7 separate regions of the Mus musculus genome follow, and regions 1, 2, 4, 5, 6 and 7 are each linked to region 3. Evidence: chromatin contacts called from public HiChIP or PLAC-seq and promoter capture Hi-C data. All regions are on one chromosome and are shown on one strand. Each heading gives the region's core, a stretch centred on a gene start, on an enhancer-like site or on the middle of the called end of the contact. The rest is flanking DNA. Distances are from core to core; before and after follow the strand shown.

Region 1 (3,332 bases), core at 792-3,291, 700 kb before region 3:
ATAAATAAATGAATAAATAAATGTATGTATGTATGTATGTATGTATGTATGGCCACCAGCTGGAGTTGGTGGCTCCTGTTTGCAGTCCTAGCCTTTGGGATGCTGAGGAGAACTGCTGAGTTCAAGCTCAGTCTGGATTCCACAGGCCGTTGCCAGTCTCACTACAGAGTGAGAACTTGTCTAAACAAACACAACAAACAATCAAGGCCAAGGTCACAGATACCCCGAAGAACAGACCATTACTTTTACCAGTGAATGGTGTCATAAAGTTCTACTTAGCTTCCCCCAGTATTCCTACAAATCCTATGAGCCAGGGGAGTCAGACAGAGCTGGTGATGCCTCCAGCTGATGCTAGAAAGAAGGGCTGCAGGACTGTGTCGTGGGTGGATCCCTCCTGTCATGTACCACACTGCCACACATGCACCCTGTAGCTTAGCAGTCCTATTCTACAGATGGAAAGACCGAGGCAGAAGGTCACCTGCTCACATTCTAACTACGAGGAAACAGTAATGTGACATGACTTTCCCGCAGAAATCTCTTTTAATTTCTGCCATGGATGTTCAGTACAGACAGCAAGAGGGCACTTAAAACACAGGGCTGAAGTACATTGGTCATTTGTCACCTCAGACAATTGATTCTTCTCCAACATTTCAAAAATTACAAATCAACCCTGCATCACAAGCCAGTCCCTAATATGTTCCCTGCGGTTATTTCTTCTCACTTGATTTCCTTGCCACCCACTCTGCCTCCTTCATTCAGACCCAAGCGGGTTCTCTTGCCACCACAGGATCTTTGCGCCTGCTGCTGAATGCTGAGCCCCCAGAAAGCTGTAATGACTTTCTACCTCACTCATCTCTGCTCAGACAGAAACCTCATTAGAGACCTTCCCTGACCATTCTATACAGAGGTCCCAGTCTCTGCTTCGTGACACCTATTACTATCAAACATGTTGTACGTTTATTTACTGAATAAGGCAAAGCACATCGACCCTTCATACCTAACAAGAACCTCTTGGTCAAAGCATAGCTTCTGTGACCCCCCTTTCAATGCTATCTCCACCGGTCACTCTAACTTGAAGCCTGTAGAGAACCATTCTGTCAGAAACATCATTGAGTTAGCTTTTCCCAGGCATTAGGCACCACTACCCCCAACCCTCTGCTCCCCCTCCCGTCTCTGTCATACACACAAGGCACAAGCAAACCCGGGGAAGCTTTGACTGGTTAAAGAGCAGCTAAATCTACCCAGAGCTAGCCAGAGCGGTCAGTTTTAGTTTCACCTCACCTATGGGAGCCATTGATCTTCAGCAAGCCCACCCGCTCTTTTCCGACCCTGTTGCACTATCTTGTACCTTGGCATCGCATTTTGGGAGCTGATCCAGGAGCCAAGCCATCCCTAAGCTTTTAAGTAGCACGGCTTCGGGGGTTGGGAGAAGACCTAAACTCATCCAACAGGTAGGAGGGGCAGAGGCTGGCCTCCTAAGCCCTACGTTGAGCCCCCATTTTGCAAGGGCGAGCGTCGTTCTCATTCTAGAGAGAGCTCAATTTTCAAGGCAAAATCCTCAGACCTGGGTGGCAGGCGACGAGCGCCATCCCACCACTAGCCTGTGGTGGACCTCTGCAAGGAGTCGCAGCGACAATGCTTAGACCCTGAGACAGGGTGAAGAAAAGGATGCAGGTACGTCTCTTGGCTCGGCATTTAGGACGTACCCTAGGAGGGGGCGGCCCTCAACGGGGAGACAGGATGCTTCGCAGGCTTACAAGCGGAGGCTGCGGCCCGGGGGAATCGGCGGCCAAAGCGCCGCAGGAGGTCGGATCCGGTCCGGGTCCGGGTCGGCGGGGCGGGGCGGGGCAGGGCGGGAATGCTGCGACCGGAGCCCCGGACGGAGGCCGTTCCCTTGCCCTCGGGCCGCCGGCTGCTTGGCTCCGGGCCCAGCCCCTCCCCCCGATCCTGTTCCGAAGGCTTGGAGAGCCTGTGGCTGCGGGTGTGCTGTCAACAAAGCGTCACTTCCGGGCCGCCCCTTAGCAGCAGAGGAGGGGTTCTCTCGTCTTGTCCCGCCGCGAACGTGGGCGGAGGCGGCTGAAGGTTCCGGGTTCTCTGGGCTGCTCCTGCCCAAGCTGAGGCCCCAGTCTCCACGTTAGCTTCCAGGGTTCCTTCTAGCGAGGGGCTAACTCGCAGGAGCAGGTTCAGGACAGGATTGACTCCATCTTACCTAGTTAGTGCTGACTCACCCGGTGCCCAACCCGACGTCTTTTGGGCGGTCTCTAAGCAGCCACCACATTGCCCCTCAAAATGTGCTCCTCCTTCTTTCCTTCACGAAAAGGGCCATTCACCCAGGAGCTGTCAGATAGCAGGAGTGAGGCTGTTCTTGGCCACTGCGTTTTCTTCTAGTCACCAAGGATCTCTTAACAGTTGTTTCTCTCTTCCTCCAATAGTGCCCTACTGTCCATCATTTTATCTTTCAAAAATATTATTTTAATTATGTACATAAGTGTATATGTGCTTATGCACGTGACGGCAGCTGCCTGCTGAGGACAATAGCCCCGGAGCCCATGAAGCTGAAGTTACAGGTAGTTGTAAGCCCCACAAACGTAGGAACCGAACAAGCTCTCTGGTCTATACTTCCTTTTCATTTTAAGATTTTTTTCCCATTTATTTATATGTGTGCATGCATATGCACATGTGCAGGAGATCAGAGCACTGTTGGCTGGAGAGGGTTCTCTACACCAGCCACGTTGGTTTCAGGGATCAAATTCAGTCCTCACCATGCTTGTACCAAGCACCCTTACATGCTGGGCCATCTCACTGGCCCCATCACCATTTCTTCTCTTGATTTCTACCATAGCCTCCGAACACAAATCCCTTCGTTCCTTCTGCAGTCTCACAATCAGGGCATCCAGACTTTTCATCTACCTTCTCTCCTTACCCAGTCCCTCAGTAAATTGTTTCCTTCTGGTCTCCTGTCCAGAACGTTCACAGTTGAAATCAGTGTGGGCTCTTTGCATCTCTGTCATTCTAAGCTCAAACAATCAGGCAGTAGGCTTAAACATTTTTCTTACTGCCCTCCACATCTGGTAAACTAACAACACTTTTTGCTTAAGGAATGCCCTGGAGTGAGGTTAGAGAGAAAGAAGGGAGGGGATGTGGAGGCTCAAACCCAGGTCCTGTGGCAGACAGGAATTCTATCATTGAGCGCGCGCACACACACACACAAAATACTATACATACACCTTAATCTTAGCACTCAGGAAGCAGAGATAGGCAGATTCCGTTAGTTTAAGCTAGTTCCATGACAGCCAAAACTACACAAAATAACCATGTCTCTAAAACAAAAA
Region 2 (3,306 bases), core at 353-2,852, 890 kb before region 3:
TCGGGAGGCAGAGGCAGGCGGATTTCTGAGTTCGAGGCCAGCCTGGTCTACAGAGTGAGGTATGCACCACCACATCCTGGCCACAAAAAAAAAAAGTTGAATTTGGCCTATTGTTTGAGAGGGTTAGAGTTCGTAATTGTGGACTACATAGTACAGAGTTCACATCTGGATCCACACTGGGAGGCATCGGAGGAGCACCAGGAATCACAAGTCCTTTGAAACCCCCAAGCCTACACTAACGAACACCTCCACTAGTAAAGACACAATTTTTCCCAAGCAGTTTCAACACCTGGAGACCAGATAGTCAAATCATGAGCCTATGGCGGCCATTCTCATTCAGGTAACTATAGCATCTCAGCCACTCTCACCCAAGTCCAAAATTCCAGAGATTGGCGCTGGAGAGAGTTCACTGGTTAACTACTGGTTGTGCGAGGGGAAGCATCCATCCAGGACACAGAGGAAAGAACCTTGACTTTATCAAGGTGGGCTGGAGAAATGCAGCTAAGGTGCTGACCACATTTGTGGTCACATCCACCAGCAACAGTCCAGCTCCTTTGACATTCGATTCCTCTGGTCTTAGAAGGCACCTACGGTAATCACATGCACATTTTCATACATGTTGAAAATAAATATACCTTTTCCTGAGAGCCAGGGTCCTACCATATAGCTCTGGGTGGCTCAGAACTCATGTAGACCAGCCTTGTCTTCAACTCAGATCCCCTGCCTCTGCCTCTCATGTGCCAAGACTGAAGGCATGCACCACCATGCCTTGGCTCCTACACAATTTCTCAATAAAAAAAAAAAAAAGTTGTCAAATGTAGACCACCACATGCATGTGTGGGTATGTAATTTCGATTCTATTTTCTGAACTAGTGTAAGCTGTGCACCACAGTGTTGAGCTGTAGAACTGTTTGGATTGGGGTCCATTCCTGGGAAGTTTTTTTCCTAGCTAGGCCTTTTCCTGGCTGTCCTGGAACTTACTCTGTAGACCAGGCTGGCCTGGAACTCAAGAGATCTGCTTGCCTCTGCCTCCTGAGTGCTGGGATTTAAGTTATGTAACGCTTCACCCAGATCATTCTTGGGGGACTCTTGTATTAACGTTTGTAAAATATTTTATTAGAAGTCCAAAGATTTTTTTTTTAGTAAAAAAAGTATGTATGTATGTATGTATGTATGTATGTATGTATGTATGTATGATGTGCGTGCGTAGAGTAAAAGTCCACAAAGAGGGCAATGGAACCGTCTGAGTTGGAGTTTCTGTTGTGAGCTATCATGGGGTGTTGGAAAATGAACCAGGCTCCACCACAAGGACAGTAAGGACTGTTAACGCCCGAACAGAAAAAATACTGCTTGTTCTCTTGAGGTTCTTATCCACCTCAAACCGCTGTCACGGACTCATGAGCAGTAGATGGGTCAAAAACCGCAGAGCATCACCCTGGCAATTGTGACTGCGAGAAATTACATTGAGATTCAGATCCACGTAGGCTCGCTAGTTTAGCCTCAATCCCGCATTCTTGCTCTGGCCAGGGGGCGGCGCTCACTAGTGGGCGGGGCGCTGCTGACGGACAGGTTCTGCGACCGTTACGGAGAGGCTGCGCCGGATGTGGGGCGGACACCCCGGAAGCGGAAGGCGGCGCCACCTCGGCGGCGGATTCGAGGGTTTGTTGTCAGTCGTGTCAGCTGGTGACATGCCATGCCGTCCGATGGTCGCTGCTGGGAAACTCTGAGGGCGCTCCGCAACACCAGCAAAGGCCGCCTGCGCTACGACCGCGAGTGGCTGCTGCGCTACGAGGTGAGCGGCGGCCCGCGGCCCGCGTTTAGCAGGCTCCCTAGTGACCGCGGTGGAGGACCGGGAGTGGGAACGGGACGGGACGGGCTGCGATCCTTTTTTTTTTTATCTTCTGTATTAACTTATTTGCTTGGGCCTTCAGCTGTTAAGCATCACATGTAATAATGTCTTATACTTACCAATGGACATACAAATAGGGTTAACCGTGCCGGGCATAGTGGCGCACGCCTTTAATCCCAGCACTTGGGAGGCAGAGGCAGGCAGATTTCTGAGTTCGAGACCAGCCTGGTCTACAGAGTGAGTTCCAGGACAGCCAGGGATGCCCAGAGAAACCCTGCCTCGAAAAACCAAAAAGAGAAAACAACAACAAGAAGAACAAAAACAAATAAATAGGCTTAACCTTCTTCTCTTTAGGATGTTTTGGAAGAATGCATGTCTCTTCCCAAACTGTCTTCTTACTCTGGATGGGTGGTAGATCACATCCTACCCAACACCTCAGGCCACACGCAAGAGAGTGCTCCTTCTTCTGATAATTCACCATCCTCTGGATCTGCATCTGGCTTGTACCAATCCTCACTACTAAAATCTCCTGTCAGAAGTAGCCCACAATCCCCGTCACCCTCATCACCAAATGGAACCCAGGTAAGGCTTAATTTGCTTAAGACAAAAGACTTGTTGGCTGCAAGGTTGAAATGTTTAGTCACATGACAGTGACTTGGGGGAGACGATTTGTTTCCCATATCATCGTATCATCCACTGTTGGTATGCGTGTATGCGCATGTGTGTGGAGGCCAGAAATCAACTTTAGGTCTTGAGTCTCAGAGGCCTCATCTTGGGTTGTGAGGCAAGTGTCCCTCATTGGCCTGGAGCTCATCAATTAGGATTAACTGGCCAGTAGTCCCAGAAATCATCCTGTCTCTTCTTCTCTAGTGCTGGAACTCTTTTTTTTTTTTTTTTTAAGATTTATTTATTTATTATATGTAAGTACACTGTAGCTGTCCTCAGACACTCCAGAAGAGGGAGTCAGATCTCATTATGGATGGTTGTGAGCCACCATGTGGTTGCTGGGATTTGAACTCCTGACCTTCGGAAGAGCAGTCGGGTGCTCTTACCCACTGAGCCATCTCACCAGCCCTAGTGCTGGAACTCTTAAGTGCATGCCACCATGCCATTTTTATAAGGATCATTAGAGTCAAACCTTAGGCCTTCCCTGCTTGTACTTTACCCATTAATCTATCTCCCCAGCACAGAAGAAACACCAGTTTATTAAAGAGAAGCAGTGTAACACCAGGTGTGGTGGTGCACACCTTTAAGTGCAGCACTTGGAAGGCAGAGGCAGGTGGGGTCCTGTGAATTCAAGACCATCCTGGTCTACAGAGCAACTTCTAGGCCAGCCAGGGCTACATAATGAAACTCTGTCTTTAAAACAAACAAACAAACAAAGAAACGAAAGTTTTGTGCTTCTTAGCCTTTTGGGGAAGATGGAATGTAAATGAGTTAGGGCCAGGAATGGGGAG
Region 3 (3,334 bases), core at 675-3,174:
CATAATGTGGATGGGTTTTGGAATAACCCCCCCTCCCCAACATCTGTAGCTTGTAGGATTCCCAAGTTCCCTGTAGTCTCTGAGCCTGTTTTCCAATGAAAGGCATGAAGGCCTGTGTGGGGGTCAGCACTGACCCCCACAAGCTCATAGGCAGCCCTACCTGTCTCCTACCTCCTAGGGGTGACAGCCAATGGCAGGACAGGTGGCTGGCCCTTCATCATTCCTGATGCGTAAAGAACCTATGCAGCCTGCTGTAACAGATGCCCAGTGTGGCTTATCTTCCCACCTCTAGGGCCAGAGCAAAACCTGCAGGACAGCTCAGAGCAGAGAAATCACCTGCCCTTAGCTCTGGGCATTGCCAGTGTATTCTCTACATGGTAGAAGGATTGATCTGGAAGATGTGGGAGTAGAGGCGCTAAGAGCCCCCAGAAAGACACCCACAGGAAAAGAACAAGGGAAGTCACCCCAAAGACCGGAGGAAAAGCAGTGGCTGGGCCTGGCTGCCTAGTCCTCCTCACCCCACCCCCATCCTCAGGATGCTGCTGACCTTCGAAATTGAGGTTGGCCCCACTCTGCAGAAGGACAGCAGCTGCCCGGGTCAGGCCCAGCTCAGCCATCTTCAGCAACGCATTGCTCACGCCTTCCTGGTAGAATGGAGAGTGAGCCTTCTGCTCCAGCAGCTCCGTGAGGACCAGGATCCGGCTCTCCTCGCTGGAAGCAGAACTGTGCACCAAGAGGCAGAACAGAGAAAGTGGGAACTCACGGGGGCCAGTGGCCCTAGCCTGTGTGCCCTTTCACAAGCATCCACACAAGCTGCGCATGCTCTGTGGGGCACAACTCTTTCTTGGTCAAAAGCATTAAGTGATTTCAAAGCCATCCTTCAGCATGCTGTCAAAGTGCTGGCTCTGCCCCATCTTCTCTCACACCACCTTGAGGGTAGCCCTAAAGCTCTCACCCTTCCTAGACAAAACTACCTACTAAGTGCATCTTGGGCCTGGACGCTGTTCCATATGTTACCCCAGCTCTGACAACGGCCCAAACACCACCTTCAGAGTCACCTGGCCACGACGCGCCTTACTTGCTCTTCGCCCTAATCTCACCCACCAGACCTCTTGCAACAGGTGGGCCCTAAGATCTGACCAACGCCCGGACACAAAACGCTTATCTGGGGCAGCCCTCCTAAATATGCTGGGCTCCGCCAAAGGAGGGCAGTAGCGCCTTGTTGTGCAGCCCTGCGGCCCCGCCTCCGAGTTCTTAAAAACGCCTGGCACTGCATTTACAGAGTAGGCCGCAGAGGAAAGGGCTGATGTGGTTTAGAAAAGACATCCTTGGTGAGACTGCTAGCTCCTCTGCCCCACCCTACTCTGCATCTCAGACCGCGATGCCGGTCTGGGTGCTCGCTTGTCTCTGTAGCACAAGCACTCCGAAGGCGTAGCGCTCCGAGTACCCAAGGAGGTCTGCACAGGGCACACGGACCACACCGGCTTGCTTCCCCAGAGGCTCTCGGAGAGGCCTGCTGTCTGCCGAAAGTCCGGTCGGCCCCAGCCAGGACGTCTCCAGCATCCATGCACAGGCAGCAGAGGCCCGGGTCTTCTGCCCTACAAGACACTCCGAGCCCGCCTCAGGCTGGAGCTCGAGCTCGCGGCCACGCAGCTCCCACTCCCGCTGCGACAACCACAGAGGACCGCAGCGACTTACTCATCCAGGGGCTCCTGCCGCTCCAGATCCTGGATGCCCAGGGCGCCAAGGATGGCGTCCACTAGGGGCTGGTACTCAAAGATGATCCTGCGGAAGCCGTGCAAGAACGGCATGGCGTCGGCCGCGTGTTCCGACACCCACAGGCCACCACCTCCCGATCTACCGGTTCAGACCCCGCGCCGGTGAGCAATCCTCCCAGGCCCCAGTTCCGCACCGGAAGTTATCCTACCACTCCTACTTCCGGTCCGTGCGGGCCTTTGAGGGAGCATGTGAGTCACACTGCCCCCTGCCGCCGGGGAGGACCTCGCGGCGATCATCACTGTCCGGCTCCGCCCCGCACTGAAATTCCCCGCGAGGCCGCTGAAGGGCGTCTGAGCTCCGACGGGGCATGCGGCCCCGCTACTGACTGGCTCCAATCCGAGGTGACACAGGCCCTATTCGGAGCCTGAACACTACTTTCTGCAGCCTACTTGACTTTGGCCACTCTCTAAGGAAAGGCTGCAACCACCTCAGTTTCTCCACTGTGTAGACCAAGTGGCGTAATGAGGATCTTGCACCCCAACTCTTCCCCACAGACGCTGGGGGCAGTTCCTTATTCTCTGTCCCTTGACGCCTAGCCAAACAGGCTGCCCACTTTTCCCACTTTTCACTGGAGGGACTCTGTGAACCTTCATGTCCTGATCTGGAAAATTGGCATAATATCACTTGCCTAGACCCTGAGCAGGAGGAAGCTTTGACATAGCAGAAAGGACTGTACCAGGTAGCGTCCCCCTACGCAAATTTGAGTGGCTGCAACTTTGAGTCCTGCGGCAAGGCCCTGATGACTCTAAAAAGGTCAGTTATGGGGAGGTGTCAATGGTCCTGAGGCTGCACCATCATAGGTGTAGCTCCAATCCCTTATGGGGGCTTGTGTTCTCTCTGCTTGGCACCTGCCATCTGCCATAGAGTTACTGGCTTGGAACAAAATTTCTTCTTTGTTTTAACCAAGAGCCTTCCTGCCTCCACTTCTCAAGTGTTGGGATGCTAGGCTTGGTTCCAGGATAGCCCAGGACACCAAACCCAGTGGCCAAGGATCTTACACAGAATGGGTACACAGCTCCTCTCATGACCTATTTCAGCTCTATGGGACTCTGCACCCAACAGAGTAAACACCAGGTTGGTCATTGTTTATTGGGTTGTTAAGGGAATAATGGGGAAAAAATCTGTACAGGGGCTGGAGAGATGGCTCAGCAATTAGGAATACTGGCTGCTCTTGCAAAGGACCTAGGTTCTGTTCTTAGCCTGCCAGGACTACATAGTGAGGCTCTATCTCCAAGAGGGGGGAGGAGTCGGGTGGAGGGTGGCAGGTTACTGGAGAGATCTTGATCAGCCCAGGTTCAGCTCCCAACACCCTCATAGTGGCTCACAGCCACCCATAACTCTAGGCCAAGGGGATCTGGTGCCCTCTTCTGGACGCTGTGGGCACAGGCACAAAAGTGATGCACATATGGCCATGCAAGCAAAACATCCCTATTCATGGGGAAAAAAAAAAAAAAGTTCCCCTTTGGGCCTGGGAGTTGGCTCACCGAGCAGAATGCCTCGAGTTCCATACCCAGCACCATGAAGACTGGACATCGTGGCTTCCTGCTTTGGGTCT
Region 4 (3,751 bases), core at 813-3,312, 660 kb before region 3:
CTCCCGAGTGCTGGGATTAAAGGCATGTGCCGCCACCGCCCGGCTATAACAGTGTTTTTAGAGAAACCAAAGTTGTAGGCTTTAGAGATGGCTCAGAGGTTAAGAGCACTGACTTCTCTTCCAGAGGCCTTGAGTTAAATTCCCAGCAACCACATGGTGGCTCACAACCATCTGTAATGGAATCTGATGCCCTTTTTCAGTGTGTCTGAAGACAGTGTACTCACATATATAAAACAAATAAATCTTTTTAAAAGAAAAAAAAAGAAAAGAAAAGAAAAGAAAGCAAGCAAAATTCTGGTCACTTGAGCTGAATCCTTCACCTTAGAACTGCAGAGGCTGCACAGTTCAGAATATAATGGGTCCCGAGAACTGAAGCTATAGGACATTGTGAGCTGCCTGTCACTTAACTTGGGTTCTCTGCAAGAGTTGAATATGCTCTTTAAAAAACAAAATTATGGGGCTGGTGAGATGGCTCAGGTGGGTAAGAGCACCCGACTGCTCTTCCGAAGGTCCAGAGTTCAAATCCCAGCAACCACATGGTGGCTCACAACCATCTGTAACAAGATCTGACTCCCTCTTCTGGAGTGTCTGAAGACAGCTACAATGTACTTACATATAATAAATAAATAAATCTTTAAAAAACAAAACAAAACAAAATTATGTTGTCTATATAGGTGTTTGCCTACAAATCCTTTGGTGTTACAGATGGTTGTGAGCCACCATATAGGTGCTGGGAACTGAACCTGGGTCCATTGCTAGACCAACATGTGCTCTGAACTGCTGCACCATGTCTCCAGTCTACAACTTTGTCTTTTTTTTTTCATTTTTTCAACAGTCTGTGGTGACATACACCTTAAATTCCAGCACTTAGGAGGCAGAGGGAGGCGGATCTCTGAGTTCGAGGCCAGCCTGGTCTACAGAGTGAGTTCCAGGCCAGCCAGGACTACACAGAGAAACCCTGTCTAAAAAAATCCAACCAAGCAAACAAGCCCAAGTTTCATCATAACATGTTCACACATGTACACGGTATTTGTATGATTTCCCTCCATTGCCTTCTTACCCATCAACACCTGCAGATGCCCTATTTCCCAATGTATCTTAAAAGAAAAAAAATTATTATTCAGGCTAGAGAGATGGTTCAGATGTTAAGAGCACTGGCTATTCTTCCAGAGGTCCTGAGTTCAATTCCCAGCAACCACATGGTGGCTCATAACCATCCATAATGAAGTCTGGTGCCCTTTTCTGGACTGCAGGTATCGTGCAGGCAGAACATTGTATATGTAATATATAAATAAATCCTTTTACAAAAAGAATTATTCTATGGATATGAATACACTGTCTTCAGACACACCAGAAGAGGGCATCTGATCCCATTACAGATGGTTGTGAACCATCACGTGGTTGCTAGGAACTGAACTCAGGACCTCTGGAAGAGCTCTTAACCCCTCAGCCATCCCCCCAGCCATCCCCCAATTATCTTTTAATGTATAATTGGTTTTGTCCCATGCTAATGAGTGTGGCTCTGACTGTACACTCTCAGCCCTATTTTCTTCAGTTTTTATGTATCGGTCTTCCTCCGTCTTAATAGGTTGTAAGGAAGTTGATGTCTTAAAATATTCATAAGTTAAATACTATTCCATCTGAAATGTAGGAAATATCTTTAGCCAGCCCCTGACCTACGGACAGGAAACATTGGCCAACACAACATACTTCCCAGGCCAAACCCTTTAAGTGGGTTGAAAAGTATGACCCTAGCATAGCTATTTTCTCTAACCTTATATAGCAAGCTTAGGTTCCAGGCGGCTATCAATAGCTACACCTGCATTCTTCTGTTAATCAATCTAGAGAAATCCTTCGCTCGTTTGGTGGCAGGAGGGTGGGTGCACCTGAGGGGTCTGACAGATCTGGGGTTCTGTCCTGTTTAAAAGCAGGGCCATGTGAGGTGTACATGGCGAGGCGGAGCCCGACGTGGAACGACCAATGGCAAGCGAGTAGGGCGGCACCAGGACCCAGCTACGTCTTAAAAGGGCAGCTGAAGGGCGTCGGGGGCCACGCCAGCACAGGCTCCTTCACTCTGTGCTAACATCAGTAGCGTCCTTGTCCTCCGGTAGGCATGCGCGCGCTGCGGGCCGGCCTGACCCTAGCGCTGGGCGCGGGGCTGGGCGCCGCGGCAGAGCATTGGCGGCGGCGGGAGGGCAAAGCGCCGGGGCTGCTGGGCCGAGTGCCATTGTTGCCGGTGGTCGCGGCCGATCTTCCCGCGCTGCCGGGGGGACCGGCGGGCGGCACCGGGGAACTGGCCAAGTACGGGCTGCCCGGCGTGGCGCAGCTCCGGAGCCGCGAGTCCTACGTGCTTAGCTACGACCCGCGCACGCGCGGTGCGCTCTGGGTGTTGGAGCAGCTGAGGCCAGAGCGGCTCCGTGGCGACGGGGACCGTAGCGCCTGCGACTTCCGCGAGGATGACTCTGTGCACGCGTACCACCGCGCCACCAATGCGGACTACCGCGGCAGTGGCTTTGACCGCGGCCATTTGGCCGCCGCCGCCAACCACCGCTGGAGTCAGCGGGCCATGGACGACACCTTCTACCTGAGCAACGTAGCGCCTCAGGTAGTCTCGGACCCTGGTCGCCCGCCCGACTGCAGCGTCTAGATCTTACTTTACACGTGCACCGTGGCGGGAGGGAGGAATCTTACAGTGGCACTGCAGAATCCGGGGTTTATCCTTCTTCAGCCTCCCGTGGGAAGCAGTGCACCAAGTAGTGACGGGCTGCAGCAATGCCTGTCAGCAAGCCACCCAGTGTGCTTCCTCAGGGAACCCGGGAGCTTGACTCCTCAGTCTACCCTGCTGGCCTAGGGCCAGTCAGGCCTCCAGGGCACACTGTTAGCACTGCACCTGCTCCCAGCAGGGTCTTGATTGTGAAGTAGGTTCCTGGGACATCCACCCAGTGGATGGAGATGGACAGGAGACCATATCCCACCCCACACCTTTTGTTGCTCGATTTTCCAGGCTGCCCAGGAACTCAAGAGATCTGCCTGCCTCTGCCTCCTGAGTGCTGGGATTAAAGGTGCACACCAGCACTGTCCAGTCCCCGTGCCTTTAGAGCTTGACCTAAGGTTTGGGAGTTCCAAGAGACCTTGGGGGTCTCTGAATGACTAATGTCCCCTCCTTCCTCCTTCCCTTGAGATGGGGAAAGCTTAGAGCATTGGAGTGCCAGGAATGGAGTGTGGCTAGCACTGGCTCAAAAACTGTAGTCACAGAGCCGTAAGGAGGGAGCCCTTCTTTGAGCCCTTGTCCTTCAAATGTTTGGGCATTGACATTAAGAGCTGGGGCATGCCTAATGGAAGGTCCGAGGTGTGCTCCTGAGCCTCGCTTCTCCCACCAGGTGCCACACCTCAACCAGAATGCCTGGAACAACCTTGAGAGGTACAGCCGCAGCTTGACGCGAACTTACCAAAATGTCTATGTCTGCACGGGGCCGCTTTTCCTGCCCAGGTAAGCCTGTAGCTGACGGGGCCTCCGACTCCTGTTCTCCAACCTTGGGCTTTCTGTGTCACTGTAGCCAGAGACCTTTGGGTGGCCTAGAACTCTGCTGTGCCCTCAGGTGCCTGGCCCCACACCTGCCTTTGCTCCCCACGTCTGACCTGCCTTACCACCTGTAACCCGTGGCTGCACGGGAGGCTGTCACCCTTGCCTCTGACGTGCTAAGGATTCCTGGCAGACAAATGAGCTGAGCTCCTCGGGAGGGCACAGAAA
Region 5 (3,363 bases), core at 354-2,853, 730 kb before region 3:
GAACCATGGCTGCCTGTTCCTCCTTGGGCTCGCCCTGAAAACGAAACAAAGATTATGAGATTGGGGGTTCTCCTACCTTGGGAGGCAGACGATGCTGGGGCCATCTCTCTAGGTGCCACCGGTCCCCATTGTGCAGGACTTGGGGCCCATCTCATGTAGAGGGGACGCATGCACATGGCAGCATACTAGACGTCTGGTGACCTTTGTAAGACAGTTGTCCCCACATGGGTCTTGGGTGATGTCATCATTGTAGGAGCAAAAACACAGGGGTAGGCAAGAGGCTTCATCAAGATGCCCCCACACTGAGTGCAGCTCAGGGCTCAGCATTGAGGTCTCACTCCCCTGTTGGCCTTCGAGGTCCCTGCTTGCTTACCTGAGGCTGGGGCTGAGTAGTCACATAGCCGGGGTCCATGAGTGACACAGCCAGATAAAGCAGCAGGGAGCTTAGCACCAGGAGCAGGAATGTGAGGGGCAGGAGCAGCTCCCCTTGCTCTTCCCATTGGCGTAGCTCTGGGGAGGCCAGAGGACAGTGAGAACCATAGCAAAAGGGAAGGGCAGGAGGCGGTGGGGGTAGAAAGAAAGTAGCTGGAGGTGATATGGAGGCTAGACCTGAGGGAGGCAGGAGGAAGGGGGCTCCCCAGGGGAAGAGTCAGCCCTGGAAGAGGGTGGAGCCAGCCAGGAGCTCCAGCTAGGAAGGTGCCAGCCAGCCTGTTTAAGCCCATGGCAGTGAAGGAGGATTATGGAGAGGAGGGAGGGCTAAGAAGTGATGGACGTGGTGACACCAGACAGCTGAGCGTAGGCAACTCTGGTACCCTTGGGTGAAAGAGAGCCAAGGAGGTTTTGAAGGTGGCTGACTCCTGGTGTGGAAGCCTGAGGACAAAGGGCAAAAGCGATGGAGGAGGGCTACAGAGGAAGCCTCTGGTGGGCTCTGTTCCTTCTGGAAGGGAAACCTAGGAGGGGGCAGGAAGGGGGTGAAGGGAATGATGGGGAAAGGAGATGCTACCAGGCGAAGGTGGGAAACCTGCTCCTCGCTATAGTGGCGTCCCTTGGGGTAGTTAGTCGGCTCATAGGATTTGGGGAGTGGACCGGAAAGCCAAGTCCTTAAGTCTAGCGGATTTCTTAATCTTATTTAGGGAGGGGTTGGGAGGCAATTTCTGGGAAGGACAGGTAGAGCCCAGGGATGGGAGAGATGGGGCCTCTAGTTGGTCCTCTGATGGGCTCTGGTGGTCTTTGGATGGATGGACATCTATCGATGACAGAAAATTACTGGGATTAATTAGGGTCCAACTTGGGAATCAGGCGGAGAGAGGATGATCCCCGGACCGACATAGGAGAAAGACGCTTGAGGAACTGGTGGGAGATAGAAATGGAGATTTCAATGTGTCTGAGGATTAGGGGGACCCCGGTATACCCACGCGTGATCGGGTGGGCTCGGGGTGGCGCGGTGTCCGGCTCACCGGTGTCGTGCAGGAAGAGCACCAGAGTGATTCCCCAGGTCAGCACGGTGTGCCCAGTCCGCACCAGCATCCCAGAGTTAAGCGGCGGCCAAAGAGCCATGGCCTTGGCCCCCGCCCGAGCCCACCCGGAAGAAGCGCGCAGAAGGTGGGGCCGCGGGGCAGCGGGGCTGCAGCAACGCGGGGATTGGTGGCTCTGCATTAGAGGCGGGGCACGGGCGGCTCAGGGAGGCTGTCTATTGGGTGCCACCGGCGGCCCCTCAGGCCAACAGGTGCCCGAGGAGGCTGAAGGCGGGGCCCGCGCGCGCACAGCCTACAACTCCCTAACTCCGCCTCCTGTGGGCCAGGTAACTTTGCAAAACCCGGGAGGCGGAAGCCTCCGAAGACAACCCCACCCCCGCATGCGCATGCGTGCCCATCTTTGATCCCCGGAGGCCACGCGGAGCTTGCTCCCAAGGGGCGATGGGCCGGGCTTGCAGGAGGGCACGCCTTGATGACACACTTTCCTCTTATTCGTTTTCTGATTTTGCAAACGGATGATGGGAAAAAGGAGGGTTCTGGTGCGGAGTCTGGACACGCATGGCCCAGCTTGGAGTCAGAGAAATAATTGTCCGGCCTATGACTCTCGAGGCAAGTTACTGAGCTTCTTTAGGCTACTTTCTGCCTCTTCAATGGGGTTGGTAATAGTACCCGCGTCTTAGACAGGTATTTGTCTCCCCTGCTACCACCACGGCCCAACCAGACTGACTTTCTCTCCTTGTGTTCCTTGAACCTCCCCCATTCAGCTGACTTCCACCTGATGACCCTCTTCTAGCCCAAAGCCCAGTGTGCATGCTCTTGGGATTTGTTTTGGTCAAATAGACATCCCTTTTTCTGAAGAACTGACTTCCTATGGCCAGGGTGGTTATGGAAGGATTGGTTGTCCATCGTGTGTGCGCGCGCACGCACCCGCGCGAGTGTGTATTGGGGGACGGGGGGACGGGGGGCGGTTAGGGCCAATCATACTATTCCATATGAGATTAAACAGAGGCTGGGGATTAACACAATTGGTAGACTGTCTAGCAAGCACTAAAGGCTGGGTTATCGCCCCAGCATGGTATATATGATATGGTGGTACATGCCTGAAATCTCAACAAACTGGTGATAGAGGCAAGAAAATTCAAGGCCATCCTCTATACATGTGGAGGGAGGGGACTAAAGCCAACTAATTGTGTGACATAAAAGCTAGTTCCCAAAGAAGGGGTTGGGCTGTCCACACCTTTTTGTTGTTGTTAAAGATTTATTTATTTGTTTTATGTAAGTACACTGTCACTTAAGATACACTTAAGGGCATCAGATTGCATTACAAATGGTTGTGAGCCACCATGTGGTTGCTGGGAATTGAACTCAGGACCTCTGGAAAAGCAGCCAGTGCTCTTAACCACTGAGCCATCTCTCCAGCCCCTGCCCACACCTTTAATCCAATTCTTTGGGATGTAGAGACAGGCAAAGGGCAGCCTGGTCCACATAATGAGTTCTAGGCCAGCTGTCCATAGAAAAATAAAACAAAAAGATCAAAACAAAGTACACAACCATTTGTGAGTCAGGGAGTGTGTGTGTGTGCAAGCTGATGTGATAGCTGGCTCACAGAAATGAAAGGACAACCCTAGCTGTTGGCTCTCTCCTGCCATGTGGGTTCCAGGGACAGAAATCAGGTCAGCAGGCTTACAGGCTGACTGTGTGTGGATATTTTTCCTGAATGTATATCTGTGCACCATGTTCATGCCTAGTGTTTGCAGAGGTTCTAAGAGTAACCAGGTCCTCTGGAGTTACAGATGGTTATGAGCACCATGTGAGTGCTAGAAACTGAACTGAGGTCCCTTGCAAGAGCCACAAGTACAGTGGGGCATGGTGGTGCACGCCTTAATCT
Region 6 (3,598 bases), core at 293-2,792, 840 kb after region 3:
TGCTGGGATTAAAGGTGTGTGCCACTACTGTCTGGCATTACTTCAAGAGTTTTATAGAGACATATTTAAGAAAGAACAAGTGAGACACACGTAAAGACAGAATGAGCCAGACGGTTAGATAAGATTGCTAGAGTTAGTTTGAGGCCAAGCAGGAATTTAGAGGCTGAGAGAAAAGACAAATCTAATAAGTGAGCTGGGAAAAGAGTTTGAGACAGAACAACTGAGTTGAATCAGCCAGCCAGAGCTCAGAAAGAACTAGAAAGGGGGAGCTTATTCAGCAGCAATTCAGAGGCTGAAAACATTTTAGGCCTAGATAAGACTGTACAGAGTCTAGAAGCTTCCAGAACTAGACCTAGGTTAGCAAACAAAGACAGTAAACCTCCCAGTCAACAATTACAACAGGAAAATAAAAGTTACATTTATGCCTCCCTACAGACTTGCTTGTCACATGACTGTTTACAACAGTCATCTTTCAGCAGACACATGTCATCACTCAGAAGAGGTCCTTACTAAAGCACATTAGAGCCATAGGGCAGTAGGTGAGGACAGCACCTAAGGGGCTAGAAGACAAGGCCCACGAGGAGCAGTATTCAGAGGGTTCTAGCTTCTCCTCAGATGGTGTTTCCTGTAAATCCCGGTCCTAAATCTATAGTCTACAAAATATTAGATTATAGTGGTTTTGAGTTGGATGCCAAGGTTCATTTCTCAATCTCTAGACTTGCCAACAATAAATAAAATGATGAAATGGAACAGTTTGGGTAAAAACTCATACAGTTTGGTATGGCAGCTTACACCTGTAATCCCAGCTCCTGGGAGGTGGAGGAGGAGGAGTTCAAGGATACCCTGGGTTACACAGCTAGTTTGAGACCAACCTGGATGACATGAGGCACTGTCTTTAAAAAATCCTACACCTGGAATGGAGAGGTGGTTCAGAGGTTGAGAGTACTGGCCACATTTCCAGAGGACTTGGTTTCGTTTCCCAGCACCCACATAATGGCTCACAAACTTCTATAATTCCAGTTACAGGGACTCCAACATCCTCTTTTGTCCTCTTGGGCATCAAACACCACTACCACTACCACTACCACTACCACTACCACTACCACTACCACTACCACTACCACTACCACTACCACTACCACTACCACTACCACTACCACTACCACCACCACCAAACCCACAACCTACACAAACTCACGTAATCGCAGCATTTGGGAGGTGGAGGCATGAACATCTGGACCTCAGCAAGGTTATCCTCAACTATACAGAGTTTGAGGCTAGCCCTACACGGGGTCGTTCCTCTAAAACAAACACAAAACTGACATCCAAACACCAAACCAAACTAATGTCATATTCCCTTACGACATGAGAATTCATCATTCCGCAGGTGCTTTCTTGCCAATAGTAAACATGGCAGCTTGGTGCCCTCACTTCCACGAGTTAACTTAATATTGCCAATACTCAACATGGCTGCCACACTATCCATTCCCATTGGTCGCTTCTCTGAAGGAAGGCGGGAGTTGAGGAGCGGTGTAGAGCTGCGCCTGCGCAAGTCATTGGCGCCAAGATGGCGTTGGAGATGAGGCTCCCTAAAGCTCGCAAACCTCTCAGTGAGAGCTTGGGCCGCGACTCTAAGAAACACTTGGTGGTGCCGGGGGACACGATCACCACGGACACAGGCTTCATGCGGTACGTGAGGATTTGGGGGTCCCAAGGCCTCAGGAGGCGGCTGCAGAGCTCTCTGCACGTGGCCCGCTGTCCCGGAACCCAGGCCTCCTGTCCCGTTGTATCTAAGTCCCCGAGTTACCCGGGACACATCGGAGCATCCATACTAGTTCCCTCCTTTGCGAGCCTCACGCTTCTGACTCCCGGCATCTTGGCTGCACCTTTGTCAGTTCCTGATTCCCTCTTTTGATCTATGGCGTTCGGAACTTTTGGACCCTTATCCTGAAACTCAAGATTCTTGAGCCTTCCTAGGGAGGGAGAACTGGGGAGGGCTGGTTGCAGGGCCCTTCTTACAACCCTCTGAATGGACAGTGGGGTTGGTCATCTCTTTCAGTGTTACCTCAGCGACAAGCCTGACTTGGAAGCAGTAATTTTGGTGGAGCGGGGGTTGAGGCAACATATTGTACCCAACAATACAAATTTAGCACGGAAAGTCACAACATGTGGCAGTTAGGGCTGTCTATGGAGTCGGACATCTGACATTGTTATCCTTAGTTTAGCACCTTGCTAAGGCCGGTATCCTCACCTGGAAGACAGTGGTGACAACAGGAATTGGTAGGTTAGTGAGTATTAACTGAAAAGTGGGGCAGGAGAGCAAAATCCACCATTGTATTACCACCAAAGATAAATCTGCATTAGGTAGCCAGTCTTCCCGATGTCTGTCCGTCCCCCCCCCCCCGTCGTCCCCCCCCCTCACCCCCAACCCTCCAATCTCACTATGTAGCACTGACTGTCCTGGAACTTACTATGTAGACCGCTCTGATTTTGAACTCAAGAGATCCACCTGCTTCTGCCTCCCAAATTCTTTTTTTTTTTTTTTAAGATTTATTTATTTATTATATGTAAGTACACTGTAGCTGTCTTCAGACATACCAGAAGAGGGAGTCAGATCTCATTACGGATGGTTGTGAGCCACCATGTGGTTGCTGGGATTTGAACTCAGGACCTTTGGAAGAGCAGTCGGGTGCTCTTACCTGCTGAGCCATCTCACCAGCCCGCCTCCCAAATTCTTAACTCAAAGGTGTGGCCGTTTGTCCGTTGCACCTAGTTTGTTCTTTCTTCCTCTTTCTTTCTTTTTCTTTCTTCTTTTTTTTTGGTACAAATGAGATTATAGTGTTTATAGTGTTGCCTCTAAGCTTTAAGTTTAAGGTATTAGATGGCAGATATCTTAGGATTCATTCCTTCATAGTTGCAGCATGTGTTCAACATAGCCGGTGTGGTTGGGGTACCAAAGTGAACACCCGTGTCCTGGTGGAGGTTAAGATATAGCAAGGAACAGAAACAGTAAATGCCACAAGAAAATCGTAAATGCAGCGGAAGGGGGAGAACAGGTGTGTAGTTGGGAATGGGGTGGACCAGGAGCAGTTGGGGATCCCTGTGCTGCCTGGGATGTGGAGGTAGGATGTTAGGCAGTGACATTTGAGCACATTACTTTAAGATGGAGACGTCCATGTGACTGTCTGCGGAGAGTGTGAGGCTCAGGGCTGGGGGAGCCCGTTAGGTTCAAGAACTATGTTCTAGATCACCTCCAATGTATCCTGGTATCCTTTCTTTGTGGCCTTGTCCTTGCGCAGGGGCCATGGGACATACATGGGGGAAGAGAAGCTCATTGCGTCTGTGGCCGGCTCTGTGGAGAGAGTGAACAAACTGATCTGTGTCAAAGCCTTGAAAACCAGGTGAGGACAGAAGGTGTGTATCTCTTTCTCAGAGCATCTGAGTTCTACACAGGCCTTTTCCGTCTTCCCATGTCAGAGAGATTAGTCGTGCCTGTCACAAGCCTGCTATGTTGAATGTTCCTGTTTATCACAGTCAGCACCAGCAGCCAACTTGACACAAAGCTGGAGTTACCTCGTGAGCAGGAACCTAAACTGAA
Region 7 (3,542 bases), core at 319-2,818, 620 kb before region 3:
GATCTGATGCCCCCTTCTGATGCATCTGAAGACAGCTACAGTGTACTTTTTATAATAATAAATAAATCTTTGGGCTGGAGCGAGCAGAGGTCCTAAATTCAATTCCAACAACCACAAGAAGATTCACAACCATCTGTACAGCTACATAAAATAAATAAAATAAATCTTAAAAAAAAAAGTTTTCAGGGCTGGAGAGATGGCTCAGCGGTTAAGAGCACTGACTGCTCTTCCAAAGGTCGTGAATTCAAATCCCAGCAACCATATGGTGGCTCACAACCATCTGTAATGCAATCTGATGCCTTCTTCTGAAGACAGCTACAGTGTACTTAGATATAATAATAAATAAATCTTAAAAAAAAAAGTTTTCAGCACAGGAACTGACTGCCAGGTTGTCTGTTGCTCTCACAGAAACATAGGGTGGAAACAGTGTCCTGTTGGCTGTGAGACCCTGAGCTCCCTACTAGGTCGACTACACAGGAGATCCAAAAATTAGTGCTAAGGCTCCCAGGAAGCAGAGGGAGAGACCTGGTGTCTTCAAACCCTCCTGCGGGTGGGAGGGGAGTGAACATCTGTGGGAATCCTTTTCCAAACTCTGTGCCTCACCCATTGGTAAACAGAACTGGTGTGTATAAAACGGTGAACCCACCAGCGGGGCCACCTGGTGTCTACCATTGTGGTCACATTTGTTCATAGATGATACTCCAGGTCTATGGAGGACTGTAAGCCTTGGAGTCCACCTACGCGGGACAGCCCTGTTCTCTTTCGTTCACCCTCTCTTTCAGCCTCTTTCAGCCCCATTTTTCCTGCAGGTCATGTGGCATGTCTGTGATATGCCTGGTAGAACATGGGTTTTGCACATCTGACCATAGCAGGCTTCAGTAGGACTGAAGGCTATTCTTTCTGTCCCATTAACTTAAAAAATATTATTATTATTATTATTATTATTATTATTATTTTAACCTAAGTTATCTTGGAAGTTGTCCCACATTAGTACATGAATCCAATTGCCGTGCAGCCCGGGAACCGACAGAACCCAGAAGGACCCACAGAGACTATTGGCGCTAGCTCTGCAGGCAATTCTCCGTTAGCGCAGTCTGCATCTTCTTGGCCAGGACTACCTTGGGAGAGTGGACGTGGGTGCAGAGAGAACTAGTCTAACTGGTTCTGTGACTGAGTGTAGAGCTGCCAAGACCGCGTGTGCAAGTTTTTCTCAGGGGATAGATCCTTCTTTCAGAGAAGCTACACATCACATACAAACAGGAGCACATGGATCAAAGAGCTACAGCACTCGCAAACCTTAGCTAACTTCAACACACGATCTAGATGAAACCCCGCACGGCAACCAGGAACTGACCTGCTTCAGCAAACAATAGCGCTGCTCTGTCCAATAACCCGCGACCCCAAACGTATTCCCAAGGTTGCAGAAGTCTGTTCCTTTAAAGAGGCCGAGCCCTAGATGGGCTACTTCCGCCCAGATGCAGCTTAGCTCAAGAGAACTGTCAGAAGCAGTGCGAAGCTCTGTGTGCCCTTTAAAGACTGGGCGACAGCCTAGGATCCCCAAGCATTTGCGCTCGGTGACATCACTTCCGGGGCGGAGACCTAAGAAGCGGTACAAACAAAACAAGGAGCCAAAGACCCACGGCGCGACTGGCTGTGGGTAGCCAGACCCAGGACTAGGGCTGCCTGCGTGGCGGCCGAGAACAGCGGGCCTTGGTGAGTGGGTCGAGTATGGAAAGGGACGCGCTGTCACCTCCCTGAATCCAATGACGCGGGCCCGACCTCCGCTCGCACCTCTCACCCGAGTTTCCGCCGCGGTCCCTGCAGATCCACGCCCCTCCGCGCACGTGCACCTTCCCAGAGGTTCCACCCGGGCTCCCCTAGTACTTGGTGCCGAACTCTTTCCTTGAACCCCTCCCTCTTTCTGATCTGCGGGACTATTCCCTGGTCTTTGGAATCTCAGGCTGGAAAAGACCGATTCTCCTATTGGTTTAGCCCGTCGCATGTATGCATTGGGCAGGAGTGACAGATCTAGGGAGGTGAGGTTGGAAGAGCTGGAGGTCAGCAATGACGCGTCCAGGCTGAAGGAACACAGCTTGGGAAGCCAGGGGACAATGAAATTGGAAGCTAAATTGAGAAGGAAAGAATGGAGGACCTGAAAGTTTCAAAGACCTTCTGCCTTGGAAAGGTGGCAGCAAAACCTTCAACCCCTGCTGACTGTTCTGCTCTCTGGAGCACACAGACTAGCAGACAGCGCAGGAGGAAGGGCAGGAGGTCTGCTTCTTGTGCTGGGGACGGAGGATAAGGAGGATAAGAGTATGTTCCGAGGCTTGGGACAGTGGAAGTGACCTGGCCACACAGTTGGTGAAGGTTAGGTTCCCCTGTGGCAGTCCAGGGGAAGCAGGGACTGGAGGCTAGTGTTGTGAGGAGATACTGGGGTGGCTTGACTCCCTGCTTTCCCAGTTCCATAGCTTGTTTGGGTTTTGGGTGTTGACTCTGGACCTTCTTGTCTCCCAGGGTCTGTAGAGGACAAGGCAGGAGACCAAGAGACGTTTGTGACCCACCACCTCCCCAGTGGTTTTCGTCTGCTGAGGACACCTGCTACAGAGCAGTTTCGTTACACTTCAGTGGCCTTTGTAGAGAGTGGGGGCTTCTGGGATTGCCCTGTGAATCAGGAATCCGGGCAGGTGGCTGGGTTTTTGACTTGCTGCTTGAAGGAGCTTCAAGGGAGGAAGCAAAAATGATTGCAGGTTTTGTGGGGGGACCGCAGAGGAACCTAGGTGGGATACATATACTAACCTCTTTGCCATCCCTGGGCTCTTTCACCTGCCCTGTCTTTATGGTTGGCCTTGGACTGGGACTTATGTTGGGAAATGTGTCCTTGGCCTCCTCAGCACTGCAGTCTGAGAGGAGACAGACATCAGGAATAGAAGCTGAGGGTTGAGCATTGTTAGGACAGCCCCATGGTAGTCCAGAGGAGAAGGTACCCACATGGACGATGTTGCCTGAGGTACACTTCCGGAAGTGGGATCCTGGAGGAGCAGGCGAGCCTGCAGCCTCAGTTCTGGCTCTTTAACCATGAACAAGTAGTGGCTCAGTTTCAGCCAGGTGTCTGGATCCCGGCTGAGGAGACAGTGCAGAGGTGGCCTGGACAGCGTCTGCACCTTTCTGGCTCTAGGTGCTTTACTGCTAGACACCCGTGTTGGCTTCTGTGTTCTTGTATTGACCTCCTGGCACAAATTGACCCCACCCCCAGGTGTGACATGTTCTAGATCCCTCTTAGACCCATTCAGGTCCCAGCAAGTGTCACCCCATTCCCAGTGACCTCCTGACAGTACTTTGGCTTTCCCTGTGGCTGGGCCACACTCCCAACTCAGACTGCTTTTGCTGTCCCTTCCAAGTCTCCAGTGGGATCTACACTTGTCTCTGGGTGAAGTGACGAATAGATTGCTGCCTGTGCGGTGTCTCACTAAGTATTTGCTTACTCTGGAGAGTGTACCACTGATTTTAAGTGGAAGTCCTTGTATGGCCTGGTCCTCCCTGAC

What was found. Promoter capture Hi-C pulls out the DNA fragments that hold promoters and counts their contacts. HiChIP or PLAC-seq counts read pairs in DNA pulled down with a chosen protein or histone mark. Capture Hi-C pulls out chosen DNA fragments and counts their contacts.
Region 1: a promoter capture Hi-C map of pre-B cells shows a contact between it and region 3, with 2.9 times the contacts expected there. The contact joins the promoter of Zer1 here to the promoter of Asb6 in region 3. A contact is called at or near these places in 2 of 39 promoter capture datasets (embryonic stem cells and pre-B cells), 3 of 484 Hi-C or Micro-C datasets (B cells, Sertoli cells and muscle stem cells), 2 of 115 datasets of contacts at active chromatin or transcription factors (large pre-B cells and regulatory T cell precursor) and 1 of 9 other capture datasets (embryonic stem cells).
Region 2: an H3K27ac HiChIP or PLAC-seq map of thymic regulatory T cells shows a contact between it and region 3, with 6 times the contacts expected there. The contact joins the promoter of Gle1 here to the promoter of Asb6 in region 3. A contact is called at or near these places in 2 of 115 datasets of contacts at active chromatin or transcription factors (large pre-B cells and thymic regulatory T cells).
Region 4: a contact with region 3 is called in a promoter capture Hi-C map of pre-B cells, with 4 times the contacts expected there. The contact joins the promoter of Endog here to the promoter of Asb6 in region 3. A contact is called at or near these places in 6 of 39 promoter capture datasets (the 3T3-L1 cell line, the C10 cell line, hippocampal neurons and 3 more), 6 of 115 datasets of contacts at active chromatin or transcription factors (embryonic stem cells, large pre-B cells, pancreatic cancer cells and 2 more) and 2 of 9 other capture datasets (adipose tissue and liver).
Region 5: an H3K27ac HiChIP or PLAC-seq map of embryonic stem cells shows a contact between it and region 3, with 4 times the contacts expected there. The contact joins the promoter of Zdhhc12 here to the promoter of Asb6 in region 3. A contact is called at or near these places in 2 of 39 promoter capture datasets (liver and pre-B cells) and 2 of 115 datasets of contacts at active chromatin or transcription factors (embryonic stem cells and microglia).
Region 6: a promoter capture Hi-C map of liver shows a contact between it and region 3, with 3 times the contacts expected there. The contact joins the promoter of Exosc2 here to the promoter of Asb6 in region 3. A contact is called at or near these places in 3 of 39 promoter capture datasets (liver and pre-B cells), 1 of 115 datasets of contacts at active chromatin or transcription factors (bone marrow-derived macrophages) and 1 of 9 other capture datasets (pancreatic islet).
Region 7: a contact with region 3 is called in a promoter capture Hi-C map of adipose tissue, with 2.1 times the contacts expected there. The contact joins the promoter of Kyat1 here to the promoter of Asb6 in region 3. A contact is called at or near these places in 1 of 39 promoter capture datasets (pre-B cells), 1 of 15 datasets of contacts at CTCF or cohesin (large pre-B cells), 1 of 484 Hi-C or Micro-C datasets (memory CD8 T cells), 1 of 115 datasets of contacts at active chromatin or transcription factors (bone marrow-derived macrophages) and 2 of 9 other capture datasets (adipose tissue and liver).

The regions. Positions count from the first base shown.
Region 1 is chr2:30,122,570-30,125,901 of GRCm38.p6, forward strand. It overlaps Zer1 (zyg-11 related, cell cycle regulator), which reads right to left and starts at 2,042. Exons shown (of 16, transcript NM_001290503.1): 1 at 1,707-2,042.
Region 2 is chr2:29,933,807-29,937,112 of GRCm38.p6, forward strand. It overlaps Gle1 (GLE1 RNA export mediator (yeast)), which reads left to right and starts at 1,603. Exons shown (of 16, transcript NM_028923.3): 1 at 1,603-1,792; 2 at 2,204-2,431. The coding sequence starts at 1,694.
Region 3 is chr2:30,826,376-30,829,709 of GRCm38.p6, forward strand. Asb6 (ankyrin repeat and SOCS box-containing 6) reads right to left here and starts at 1,925. Exons shown (of 6, transcript NM_133346.2): 1 at 1,699-1,925; 2 at 548-723. The coding sequence starts at 1,811.
Region 4 is chr2:30,169,462-30,173,212 of GRCm38.p6, forward strand. It overlaps Endog (endonuclease G), which reads left to right and starts at 2,063. Exons shown (of 3, transcript NM_007931.1): 1 at 2,063-2,605; 2 at 3,381-3,490. The coding sequence starts at 2,114. It overlaps Gm31080 (a long non-coding RNA gene), which reads left to right. Exons shown (of 4, transcript XR_866091.1): 4 at 836-874.
Region 5 is chr2:30,092,032-30,095,394 of GRCm38.p6, forward strand. Zdhhc12 (zinc finger, DHHC domain containing 12) reads right to left here and starts at 1,604. Exons shown (of 5, transcript NM_001037762.1): 1 at 1,458-1,604; 2 at 374-510; 3 at 1-34. The coding sequence starts at 1,557.
Region 6 is chr2:31,669,173-31,672,770 of GRCm38.p6, forward strand. Exosc2 (exosome component 2) reads left to right here and starts at 1,543. Exons shown (of 9, transcript NM_144886.3): 1 at 1,543-1,689; 2 at 3,300-3,401. The coding sequence starts at 1,568.
Region 7 is chr2:30,204,279-30,207,820 of GRCm38.p6, forward strand. Kyat1 (kynurenine aminotransferase 1) reads right to left here and starts at 1,569. Exons shown (of 13, transcript NM_001356474.1): 1 at 1,355-1,569. Gm31201 (a long non-coding RNA gene) reads left to right here and starts at 1,571. Exons shown (of 2, transcript XR_374214.4): 1 at 1,571-1,713.